Linked DNA regions of Mus musculus: region 2 is linked to region 1. Evidence: chromatin contacts called from public ChIA-PET data. All regions are on one chromosome and are shown on one strand. Each heading gives the region's core, a stretch centred on a gene start, on an enhancer-like site or on the middle of the called end of the contact. The rest is flanking DNA. Distances are from core to core; before and after follow the strand shown.

Region 1 (6,393 bases), core at 1,712-4,211:
CTCTCTCCCCAGGCAGTATCCACCCCGAGTCAACAAGCCTTTTCTGAACACATGGCATTTGTGCACTGCTGCTGTTGGGCTCTGGAAGAACAGAGTGTGCCAGGCCTGTCCCTGCTCTTGAGCTGACTCGTCTGCCTGAAAAGTCAAGACAAGCGAAGAATAACCTAGCAGTGTGTGATTGATTCCCAGCCGCTCTTTATTGGAGCATCAGGACTGAGTCCACTGTCCTTAGTGAGGTCTCCCCAGACTCTGATGGTCCTGCAGTCTCGTCCAGTGCTCCCACTGCCCGCCCTGAGGACCTCATTCTTGAACTTAGTGCACTGTTACCGATCTTTACACAGCTGCTGAACTGAGTCCTGAGGACAGGTACCCAGACTTTCTCTCTATTTTCATAAGGCCTGGGACATAAAGAACTGTCCTATATCTGTTTAAGAAAGGATGAAAAAAAAAAAAAACCAAGCTAGAAGAGAGGGAGGATGGGCTTGGGAGTCTGTTTGAGGTGATGCACACCTTTAATCCCAACACTCCGGAGGCAGAGCAGGCAGATCTCTCTGAATTGGAAGCCAACCCTGTCTACAGATCGACTTCCAGGACACCAGGGCTATACAGAGGAAACCTGTCTTAGAGAATAAACAAACAACAAAAAACACATCAACAACAAAACAACAACAAGAAGATGGGCTCGGTGACTTCCACAATGGAAACAAACCTTCTCCAGACCTTCAATTGAAGAATGGGCTTTGAATGGAGGCAAAGGAATTAGGACAGGGACATCCCAGTCAAAGCAAACAAAAACAAAGAAACAAACCTCAAAAGCATTAGCAAGGTGTGTTAGTCCCACCAGAGGTCTGAAAAGTAAAGAGAAATTCAAGTTGTGGCCACGAGGTTGGGTAAGCATAATGGGGTTGTTCTGTAGAGATGTCTGAACTGAATCCTATGAACTGGGGAAAGACAAAATTTCATCTGGTAGCAAAAGCCAGGATAGACTTAGGGAGGAGGGGTCATGTAAAAGCAGAGGCAAGGAACCCCGTTTCAGAAACTGTTTTGATCAGAGTAAGTTTGGGAGGATCTGGCCTGTGTAGTGGTTGTCGTAATGAGAGGGCATTGCTATTGGAACCAAGAGTATCCCCTAGACTTAGATCTATTGGGCTTCTATAAAAAGGACTCGTGCGCACCCGTACTCCGCAGGACAGGCTCAGGTGGGAGTAAACATATACAAGATGGGAGCATGAAAGGACCAAACTCCCGAATAAGCTTCTAAATAAGGAAACATCCTTTGTTGTTGTTTATGGATAGGGTATCACTATGTAGCCGAAGATGGGAATAATCCTGCCTCAACATTCTAAGTCTTACGGTGGTATATCACCATATTATGCATGCTACTAGTTTTTGTTAAGGCAGAGCAAAGTTATTGGATGTCTAAGTATAGAAAAATGAGTCCTAAGATTAGAAAAGTTGTCACTCTCCACAGTCAAATCCAGGAAGTATTCTTAGGGAAAGCGACAGAAGTATATAAAGCAGAAACCAGATATCTAATCGACCTAATCACATGTAATGGATAACTAATAGGTAATTGGGTATTAGGTTACATCATAAAAATATTATGGGATTCACTTCATATAGATCAAAAGATACTAGACTACATGTCTTTGATTTTTTTTTTTTGCACCTATCTGGTACCAGTCCCTAAAAACTTTATTATTCCTGATTCTCAGAAGAACCCTATGAAGTGAGACTGGTATCCTCAACTTTATGGACTTAATTTGTCTATGGAAACAGAATAAGTATAAAGTCCACATTCTCTGTGTTTTGCTCTGCCTCATTTGTCTCATGTAAATGTGGTATGTCTATGCAAAAGTGTACAGTCACTCTGTGTCTCAAAGATGGGTCAACATGATAGATTCCGACCCTACAGCGACTCAGAAACAAAAGCAACTTCTGAGGGTATATTAGTTACCCTCAAAGGAGCAATGGGCAGCCATGTGGGGGGTGGGGGTGGGGCTGGGGGTAAGAGGAGCAAAGAGAAGAACTATATATGAAACCTAAGGCACAGGACCAGGACCTGCTCCTCCCAGAAGAAGGGGCTCATCTTAGGCTTCTGGAAGGGTCTCTGATCAGCTGGACCTGAAGGCAAAATGGGGTGTTCCTGGTGGTGTGCAAACATTGAAGCCGTTCTCAGGGTCAGGCACTTGCAGAGCTGAGCTGACGCCCCTCATGGAGGTAGGGTGAAAATCGGATGCTTCTCCAATTCTCCCTCCTCCCTCCTCCCTCTTTCAGCCCGGCTGAGTGAGCCTCTGGAGGAGGAAAGTCCCTGAGGTGTAGGGGAAGTGAGAATTATCACACTGGGCCTAGGCAGAAGGACAGAGCTAGGAGACAGCTAAGTGTGGCTTTGTTGTCTATATTTGCATGCTGAGCTCATGGCTTTTTTCCTCCAGAAAATAAAATTACATCATAGTGTGTGGGGGTGTGGGGGTGCGTGTGTGGGGGTATATTTGGGAAAGGCAGGAGGTGCTCAGGGGTCCAGCTGCTATTATACACAAGAGCTCATGGCCCCGGGCCAAGTAAAAGAGATTTCCCTGTTGCTGCCTGCCCCTGTCCCATTTTTATTCCTAGCGTGGATAAACTTGACCGTTTCCTACTGAGTCTCTGATCTATAAGGCTAGGAAATAGGATTTCTAAATACCAAAGCGAAGTAGCTAAGAGAACCCAGAGGCCATAGGTCTTCCAAATCCCCCAATCCAAATTGATCTGCCTTCCAGGGGTCCTGGCCATCGTGACCAACCAAAGGTCAGAGGGCAGGAAAGTGACCCATTAGGAAAAAAACGAGGATCTTCTCACAGTTTAAGGGGAAGAGTCCATATTCCATCCCAGTCCTGCCCCCATCCTAGGAGCCTTCCAGAACCCCAGTCCCCAGTCCCTGTCCCCTCCTGCTTCCCCTCCCCCTTTCCTCCCCGCTCCCCGCCCCCCGCCCCTCCCCGGCTCTGACATCACCGGCCAGTCGGGTGGGGTGAGGCGGTGCTGGGCTCAAGCTCTGCTCCACGGGCGGAAGAGGCGGCGGCGGCAGGATCGGCGGCAGCGGTGGCAGGAGCCAAGGAGCAGGCTCCAGACGCTGCTTAGGAACCGGGGACCCGGGAGTGCCCGCACCCTGAGCTCTCAGCTCCGGAGGCGGTGAGAGGGGCAGAGGGAAGATGTGTCGTGGGGAGGAGGTAGATTGGGGATCTGGGTTTGGAGGGTCACGATCCCGGACGCAGGGGACAAATAGGGGAGCTTGAGGATTCAGACAGGTCCACGGTGTCAGGCTCCATGGGGTCCTTCTCTGTCCATGCATCCAGAGACTGGAGAGTGTCACAGGCAGCGTGGCTTCATCCGCCCATTCCGTGCTGAACAGCAGTTTGGGAGTCCGACGGGGCCTGGGGATTAGGATGTAGCCTGCTTCCCGCCCAGCCGGCCGAGCCAGGCCAGCTCCCGCCCCTCCCTCCTCGCTTTAGCTTCGGACTCGCCTCTGCAGGCGTCCAGGCTCAGCTCAGCCCTGCTTCAGTTCCTCCGGCAGCAGGCAACTGGTCTGGGTACTCTCACACCCAGTTTACTGCATCTGAGGAGAGTGGGATTGGTGGAAGCTTGCCCAGAGGAAAGGGGCTGGGGATACATAGGAATGATGTAGCCAATATAAAGACACTAATTTTTAAAACAATCCTTGTCAAAACCGACAGGGACAGAAACACACCTTTAAGAAAAAAAAAAAGACAGCCAACCACACAGTGACACACACCCATGTGACTTACACACATCCTCTCATACAAACCAAATCACAACACCCCTGCACTAGGCATCCACCCACCCACCACAACCCGTTTGTTACCTCCCATGTGGAGTCTCCTTGACCAGCATCAGTCTTAACACGAATGTTCAGTAGTGGGTGGAAAGGACCACTGTCCACAAACACACCCAGATTTTACAGTTTTAGTGGGCAATACCTCAAGGACTGGTGAGCCTGTGCTCTTACCTGGGTGAGGGGCTTCTTGTGACCTTTGTTGCTGACTGCCAGTTTAGAGCATAGGGTACCTGGGAGTGGCTAGAGCCTGGACATCAATATGGCCAAAGGATGGAGGAAGGAGTAGAAGCCAGGGAGAGGGTGAAAAGAATGAGTCAGCCAAGGATGGAACCCAAGTCAGGGGGAGAGAGAATGAGAGGAATGTGTGAGAAGACAGGGAGAGCTGACCAGAGAGCCACAGAGAAAAGGAAAGAGGTGGCCAGAGGCACAGGAAGGGTGCTGGAGAGGACGAGAATCTCAAGTTAGGGAGCCTTGTTTCTCTAGGTTCCTGTGTTTGGCCCCCCAGGCTGTATATTGTTTCTCTAGGTTGTGCGTCTGGCCCCCCCAGGCTGTAGGAGCGATTAGCGTTAATTGCTCTTCCCTTTGCGGTTAAACACTCTCGTGGGGAGACCGCCAGCAAGCTCTAGGCTGCCAGCTTCCCTGGCCGCCTACTACTTGTGTGACACCTGTGCTCGGCAGGTGTACATACGCTGTCATACATAAGGGCACAGAGCCACACTGTAACACACCACACACACACACACACACACACACACACACACACACACACACACACACACACACACACACACACACACACACACCTTCATGTACACTGTCAAGATGGCCATCTCCGCCGGCTGGTCAGTAGCCACCCAGTATGCATCAGTCCCTCCCAAGCCGCTGCTCTCTCTTTCCATCCGGAAGGCTCATCCCTTCCTTATGGTAGCTCTGGGTACTTAGGTGGGAACACAGAGTCTTACCAAGTTCAAATGTATCCATGGCTACCGCCAAATGGAGTGAGCAGGAAGAGCTGGGAGGCCTCAGTGCCCAGTAAAAGAATAAAAGGGGGGTGGGAATTAGCTCAATGGTAGAGTGCTTGCCTGTCAAGCCCAAGGCCCTGGGTTTTGGTCCTCCCAGGTGGGAGAGGGGTGGGAGACAAAATTACAAAAAAGAAACCCCCCCAAAAAAAGAGTAACTGAAAGAGGCAGAAAAATAAACTAAAGATGACTAGGGAGAGAGAAACTAAACCAGGAAGGGGAAAGCTGGGAAAGCTAGCTAGTCACACAGGGCTCATCCCCGCTCATAACCAGCAAGCCCCGCTCTGCCCTGCCTAATCCCAGGCCAGTTAGCTCTGGCTGCCTCCATCTTGGGCATGGCCCTCCCCCTTCTCAGAGGCAACCTGTTTTTCCGTTTTTTTAGATGTACATTTTGGAGCCCTGCTCCTAGGCTGACCTTGGAAACCGTAAAACTTTCTTCATTGTTACAGGAAGAAAGGAGAGTGTCTGCTGAGCTACCCAAAGCTAGATTAAAAGGTTGGGGGAAGAAGTCGGTTAAGATACTGAAAGAAATACACTGCTGGGGCTTTGGATTTGAGGCCCTGATAGCACTGAAATTCCAATAGCTCCAGCCTGCTCCCGGCCTGCCCTTCCCACCTGTTTCCTTGATTACTTCCTCCAGTTCCCGACTTGAGACAAGGCTGACTGAAGTGAGTGCCTAGGAATTGGCCTCCTGCTCCTTAGAGGGACCCTCTAGTCTCTGCATCTGTAATAGGATCGCTCCTCCCCGCAGCCTTTGGCAGCTGTAGAAGATGTGGAGGAAGGGGTGACATCTAATCCTTGGGCTTCCCTTTTACATTTCCTATCTGGAACCAAGTGCTCTGGAAAAGGGGATAATCTACCAGAGTTTGACACTACCATTAGTGTCAAAATGCTCAGAAATTATTCTGCTGCTGCCGCCACCTCCACCACAGGTGGTTCTCTTTTGCTAGGCTGCTCTGAGCACACGCAGGGCTAGCTAGCATCTGCTTCCTGACCCTCACCTAAAGCATTCTCGGTGGTCAAGGCTATGCCTAGAGCCGGCTTAGGAGGGCAGGCAGGGAGGGAGGGAGGTGTGAGGAAGCAGTGAACACAACACAGAGTGAGATGGGAGGGAAGGGGACTAACTTCCTGGCAGCCTCAGCTCAGGCTCTCAGTTCCTGCCCTGATATCCTGTCCCAAGAATGGCCTCAGCCCAGTGCTCCAGAGATGGGAAGTTTTCAGAGCCAGGAGAGGAGACTTCTCCTTAGGCCCTTACAAATCCTAAATCTTTGGGGAGGGTGAGAAAGGCAAGCTCTGCCAAGCCCCACTATAACCAGACTGACCGGCCAGGGACCATAGCAGCTGATGAGTGAAACCTGAAAGTCATGCAGAAGAGATTCTGTGCCCTAAAAAGTATTCCCTAACTTTTCTGCCCTTGCCTCTTTCACAGCTGGCTGTAGGCAAATGGTAGCTCCGACTCCTTCACTGTTCCCTCAAGGACCCCCTCCTCCCCCCATCCCCATTCTTTCTGGCCCTTAGCACTTCTCACACTTCCCATGGCAG
Region 2 (6,393 bases), core at 1,194-3,693, 65 kb before region 1:
TCCTACCCTGCCCCCCCCCTCACACCTTGAAAACACAAAATTCTCCTTCTGTGAGTACAAGAGCCTGGGGCCAGAAAAGGAAGCCAGGCGGAGAGATTAGGTCTGTCTCCCAGCCAAGGCCAGTCAGGAACCAGAGGGGAGCTGGGCTGGCAAGGAAAGGTTGGGGTGTGCTGGCTGAAGGAGAGAAAGGAGAGAAAGGAAAGAAGGAAAGAAGGAAGGAGAGAAAGAAAGAAAGGAAGGAAGAAAGAAAGAAAGAAAGAAAGAAAGAAAGAAAGAAAGAAAGAAAGAAAGAAAGAAAGAAAGAAAGAAAGAAAGAAAGAAAGAAAGGAAAGAAAGACCACAGGTTTGTCATCTTCAGCCTCCAGGTAGGTGGGGTAGGCTCTGGCTCTGTGTCCTGCCTTTAGAGACTAGCACACCAGCAAACCAAATTCCCATCTCGTCAGAGTAGCAGTAAGGGCAAGCCCAGGGGGGTAGTGTGCCACCCAGTGACCCATTGATCCTTGGGTAATGGTCCTCTCTGTCCATAAGGCTCAGGAGTCACAGAAGGTCCAGCTATCTCAACCCCACACTCTTGGGAACACCTCCCCGCCTTTTTAGAACAGTAAGTTCTCTGTGGCCTCACACTGTTCTGAGAGCCCCATTAGCTGCCACTTCTCCCTGTGCTCTCTCATTCCCTTCTGCTTCCTGCACATCTGCTGAACCCACGTCATTTCCGGTACTGCCTAGTTAGTCCTGGAAAAGGCTCTCTTGGCCATTGGCAGGAATCAGTGTAGAAAAGTTTCCAGGACATCCCTGGCTTTCCAGAGCATGCAGAATCAGCGTAGCTCATGACACTGTCAGACACTTTAGACATGAGAGAAATTCTTAAGAGACCTATGCCTTTGGCCTCTCAGATGGCACGGCCGCTGTACACAGGGAAGTGTTCACTTTCCTTGAGACGGGAAGCTGGCTTCAGGTTCCTATGGAATAGAGTTTTCTTTCCTTATTCCCTTTTCACCTAACAGTTTTGCTCTTCGGACAGCTGCCCATTCCCTAAGCCTCGCCTAGAAACCATAGCATAGATGTACCTAGATGAATGAGCCAAGCAACTGAGAAACAGCAAGGAAACTGGAAGGCTTGAGGTGGGAATATGAAGGTCAAGACAAGAATTAGGGAGCTGAAAAGATGGCTCATCAGTTGACTGCTCTTCCAGAGGTCCTGAGTTCAATTCCCAGCAACCACATGATAGCTCGCAACCATCTATAATAGGATCCAAACACTCTTCTGGTGTGTCTGAAGACAGCTACAGTGTACTCATAATAAATAAAGTAAATAAATTAAAAAAAAAAGAAAAAGACAAGCATTAGGCCAGGGCCACGGGCCTCCCAAGGGCAACTGTCTCACCACAGTGGAGTTTTGCTTTACCCATAAATACCTTGAACTTTTTCAGTCATGTGTGGCCTTCAGTTGGAAGTCTAAATGGGACACCATATTTATTTGGGCCTGATTAATTTGAGATCATTGACTTTGAACAAAAGTTTACCTCCCGCACAATCAATAAAGTCATCTGGTCGGTAAATGAAGAGCATAAACAATATTGTTAGGAGCGGTATACTTAGTCTCAGAGTATGCTTCTCGAGCACTTTAGAAATCTCCCTCTAGAATCAGCAAGTTCACCGGCTAATTATTCTCAGCCCTGATCTATCTGTTAAAGGAACGTCTACAAGGTCTTTACTAGCGACCTTCTGTGAGACATTAGTTTGAGGCAGTACATGTGTACTTGAAAATAATAAAGTTGCATTTCTTTATGAAAAATGACAAGAGAAACTGCTCCCATGGTTGATTTCTATACTTAACATTGGCCTTCCCCTCAGACTGTGGTACTGGATGTGTGCATGGAAGGACTTGGCTTGCTAAGGGAACTCGAGCGGCAGGGAAGTAATCCTGCCACAGACCATGCTCTAAAGGGGAGAAAGTTAAATTTATATATCCTCGTCCTCGTAGCCAGGCCCACCGGGAGCCATAAGGGTTTGTCCAAGACAGGGAAGAGTGGCTAAGGGTCCATGACAGGCAAGGACATTTCAATTATTTTTTCTGTTTCAGACAAAATCAGTCCACTCCCAATCTTAGGGGCATGGAATAGAGGTTTTGTTCTGGGGCCACAACAGCCAAGTCAGTGCTGACCAATAGCGTATACTGTACCCAGCGCCATCTTTAGGGAATGAGGTAAAATGCAGACATCATTGAGGTCTCCCTGAGTAGGTATCTGAGACCTTTTCGCAGAGCATGCATGTGGTGGGCAGAAGGTGAGACACTGTGCACTGAGGTGAGGAGCAAGATGGTGAACATTCCTGCAGGAGTCGGTGGGGATGGGAGACAGGGGGACGCTGGCTCTTACAACCCACTCTCAAGTCTCAGCCTAACCATGAAAAGCCTGCCCCAGTCCAAGACGTGTACCGGCCCCTTTATTACAACTCTCACTGTAGTCATGGTGACGGTGCTTGTCTCAGAGGTTGTCAGGGTGACGGCTGCTCCCTCGGAGTCTTTAAAAACATCAGTTTTCTTTGTAATGGTTAAGAATAAACCCGGATTAAAGTTTACTTTGACCGCACCTCAGGGCCTGGGTTCTTGATGGATTCTCTACCAAGAACACTTTTCTTTTCCTTCCCTGGCTCTCCTGCCTCATACTGACATTAGACATTACATCTCCTTGGGAAGAATTCTCATGGCTGCCCTCAAAACACTGGCATTCCTGGCATTTCTTTTCTCTTCAATTTGTTCTTTATTCATAAACACTAACTCCTGATCAGCACGGGAGATTCAAGATTCGACCCACTCTGTGTCTGGACCTAGGCTGCTTCACCCTCCTTGGGCAACCTGGTGGTCCCCTGCTCCCAGAAGGTTGCCATGTTGATGCTGAACTTAGTGTGGGCATTTGGTCAGCATAGTGCACTACAGTCCAGAACTCCTGGACTCAAGTGATCCTTCAGTCTCAGCCTCCCTAATAGCTGTGACTACGGGTATGTGCCACCAAGCCAAACACTAACTCAAATTTAGGTTATGAAAAATGGATGCATGCATGGATGGATACATGGATGGATACATGGATAGATGAGTGGATGGATGGATGGATGGTTGGATGCATGGATGCATGGGTGGATGGATATAATATGCTATGTTATATGCACATAACAGTGGCTAGAGAGACAACTCACTGATTAAGAGCACTGAGAGGGGGCTGGTGAGATGGCTCAGTGGGTAAGAGCACCCGACTGCTCTTCCGAAGGTCAGGAGTTCAAATCCCAGCAACCACATGGTGGCTCACAACCATCCGTAATGAGATCTGACTCCCTCTTCTGGAGTGTCTGAGGACAGCTACAGTGTACTTACATATAAAATAAATAAATCTTTTAAAAAAAAAAAAAAAAGAGCACTGAGAGCTCTTCCAGAGAGGAACAGGGTTCAATTTGATTCACAGCATCCATGTGTTGACCCACAGCTTTCTGTAACTTCAGTCCCAGGTAACCCAACACATTTTTTCCCCTCTGTGAGCACTTCATGCACCTGGCACACAGACATGCATGCAGGCAAAGTACCCGTTGTCTTAGTCACTGTTCTATTGCTGTGAAGAGACACCGTGACCAAGGAAACTTTTTCAAATAGAAGCATTTAATTGGGACTTGCTTACAGTTTCAAAAGGACAGTCCATTGTCCTCATGGCAGGGAGGGTGGCAGCACAGAAGCAGGCGTGGTGCTGGAGAAGTAACAGAGCTACCCCTGCAGAGAGATCAGGCCTAGCTTAGGCTTTTGAAACACCAAAGCTTATCCCCAGCCTCTTCCAACAAGGCCACACCTCCTCATCCCTCACAACAGTCCATCACCGGGAGCCAAGCACGCAAACACATGAGCTTACAGGGGTCATTCTCATTGAGACCACCATGCCCATACACACAAGATGCATGACTAAGAAAAAATATGGAGAGACGCAACTGCCTGATAGAGGATCTTGGCCAACATATAAGAGATTCTGTTGGATGCGATGCTAGAAAGTAGTTCAGGCTTCCACCCAGCAGGAAGAATTCCACACAGCATGACTCCTTCCCCAAGAGAACTGGACATGTGATAATTCACCAGGAGAAGATGACAAGCTAAAGGGTCAAAATAGGAAGAATGCATCCCTACATGGTAGAAAGTCAGCAGCTCAATACCAATCGCAAAGGAAGATGTTGAACAAAAAGATTGTTTTTGTTTTTGTTTTTTTTCTCTGAAAGAAGGTCTCACTGTGTAGTTCTGGCATGCCTGAAACTAGAGATATAGACCACACTAGCTTCAAACTCAGATCTACCTGCCTCTGCCTCCAGAGTGCTGGGATTAAATTGGTGAACCCAGTCAAATGAGTCTTTAAAAAGCATCCTTGAGCTAGGTAGGCCTAATGGCATATGTCAGTAATCTCTTCACATGAGAGGCTAAGGTAGGAGGCATGTAAGACCAGCCTGGACCTCAAAGCAATACTGCATCTCAACACCAAATGAGCTGAGGAGATGGCTCAGCAGGTAAGAACACTCGCTACTCTCATACAGGACACGTCTTCTGTTAATAACGCGTTCTCACGACCGGCCAGGAAAGATGCAACAAACCAGAATCTTCTGCGGCAAAGCTTTATTGCTTACATCTTCAGGAGCCAGAGTGCAAGAGAGCAAGCAAGCAAGAGAGAAAAAGGTGGCAAAACCCCATCCCTTTTTAAGGAGAATTATCCTCCACCTAGGACGTATTACTCCCTGATTGGCTGCAGCCCATCGGCCCAGTTGTCATCACGGGAAAGGCAGAACACATGGTGGGAAAACTGCCCCTGCATGTGTGCAGACTATGTTTACCACTTAGAACACAGCTGTCAGTGCCATCTTATAATGGCAAATGTGAGGGCGGCTCCTCACAGATCCCCCTTTTCTTTTAATAAGAGCAATAGGCCACCCATATTAATGAGAGTGGAGATAGAGGTCAAATCCCCAGTGTGCAGGTAAAGGAGCCATGTACAGGATTAGCTCTTAGGCTCACAGGCTTTTACCCAGAGCAACCCTGACCTGCTCCCGTGTCGTTTTGCCTGGAGAGAAGGACACTTGGACACTCAACCTTCTTGAAAGATGACATGTCTCCCTAGAATAGGCTCATATATGCCGCAGAGCCTTTCTACTGCAGTGCTTAGCCGTGCAACTCTCTCGGGCTGCTGAAGCACACTCACTCTATCCCGTGCAATGAGTCTAGCCTCATGGGATATAAGAGCTGAGTGGCCAGCGACCTATTGCTTAAGCATAGATAACTATATATCAGGGGAAGCACCATGTTCTAGTCCTGCAAGCGCCTGGGCAATAACCACCTTGTCTCTCCTAGTTTGGGCCTTAAGCTTACAGACCAACCAAAGAAGCAACACTAATCCACAGCAAAGTGTATCTCCAAATAATCCCACCCCCATCCATTCTTTAAAGAAGGAAAATGCTGAGGAGATCCAATTGGGTAATCCTTTGGTCAGGGACAGGTCCAAGCGCGTGGAGTTGACCTGAAGTCTCAATTCCCGAAGGATCTGTTCAAATTCAGCCATCCAATTCTGTAACATATACTGAAAAAGACCTTTTAACAAATTAGCTGCCCTAGTAAATTTCTCATACTGAATGGAAGTAACGCACAATCCCGGAAACTTTTATTCACATCCCAGCCACTTCTAAAAGATTTACTGCATTGACCACATAACAGGAATCTGACACAATATTAAGGGGTTCTAAAAAGGTTTTTAAAACTTCTAAAACCACTAAACATTCTACCACTTGAGGTGAATTTTCATTATATTGTTTGGATACCACTTTACCATTAGCCACATAGGCACCTATACCAGTTTTTGATCCATCAGTATATACCACAATCTCATTTTTAAGTGGGTTTCTTACTGTTATTTGTGGAAACACAACAGATTGATTTTGGACAAACTGTAAAAGTGGATGTTTTGGATAATGGTTATCTATTTGTCCTGAAAAGGAGGTAACTAAAACTGCCCAATCATTAGATATTAGGTGATATGGGCTCTGTCCTTTCTTGCTCTTGACATCCTAACCCTTTTCCTTACAACCAAATAGGCAGAATCATTTCTGGAGGAGCCCATTTTCTTTATCTCAGGTCCTGCAAATTTCTCCCTGGTATTATCAGGGAGGAGCAGCAGCTGAGCTATCCTATCTCCTTTGCTAATAGAAAAAACGCCCTTAGGGCTTGAGCACAGGACCTGTATTTCAGGGGAATGTTGACAATCCATAACTCCAGGGTGGACTACTAAGCCCTGCAAGGTGAGTGAACCCCGGCCTAGAATAAGGCCCATGGTTCCAGGGGGCAAGGATGGTATAGGCTCCACCCTTGTGGGTCTTCCTGGGT

What was found. ChIA-PET counts read pairs in DNA pulled down with a chosen protein or histone mark.
Region 2: a contact with region 1 is called in an RNA polymerase II ChIA-PET map of neural stem cells, with 6 read pairs. The contact joins the enhancer-like site here to the promoter of Pea15a in region 1. A contact is called at or near these places in 15 of 39 promoter capture datasets (the C10 cell line, the HPC-7 cell line, HPC-7-derived erythroid cells and 11 more), 8 of 484 Hi-C or Micro-C datasets (cerebral cortex, cortical neurons, motor cortex and 2 more), 7 of 115 datasets of contacts at active chromatin or transcription factors (bone marrow-derived macrophages, effector CD8 T cells, embryonic basal ganglia and 4 more) and 4 of 9 other capture datasets (adipose tissue, embryonic stem cells, liver and 1 more).

The regions. Positions count from the first base shown.
Region 1 is chr1:172,203,372-172,209,764 of GRCm38.p6, reverse strand. It overlaps Pea15a (phosphoprotein enriched in astrocytes 15A), which reads left to right and starts at 2,961. Exons shown (of 4, transcript NM_011063.3): 1 at 2,961-3,168. Gm17224 (a long non-coding RNA gene) reads right to left here and starts at 2,782. Exons shown (of 5, transcript XR_865735.3): 1 at 511-2,782; 2 at 1-135.
Region 2 is chr1:172,267,906-172,274,298 of GRCm38.p6, reverse strand. It overlaps Atp1a2 (ATPase, Na+/K+ transporting, alpha 2 polypeptide), which reads left to right. Exons shown (of 23, transcript NM_178405.3): 23 at 1-2,590. All of the region lies in intron 1 of LOC115487369 (a long non-coding RNA gene), which reads right to left. Among named protein-coding and RNA genes, the nearest start is that of Atp1a4, 13 kb to the right of the region's middle. Within about 2 kb of position 2,443, at least 21 of the 459 cell types and tissues checked have an H3K27ac peak or open chromatin away from gene starts, as enhancers often do. A contact at or near this core is called in cortical neurons, embryonic basal ganglia and neural stem cells, where this site is marked.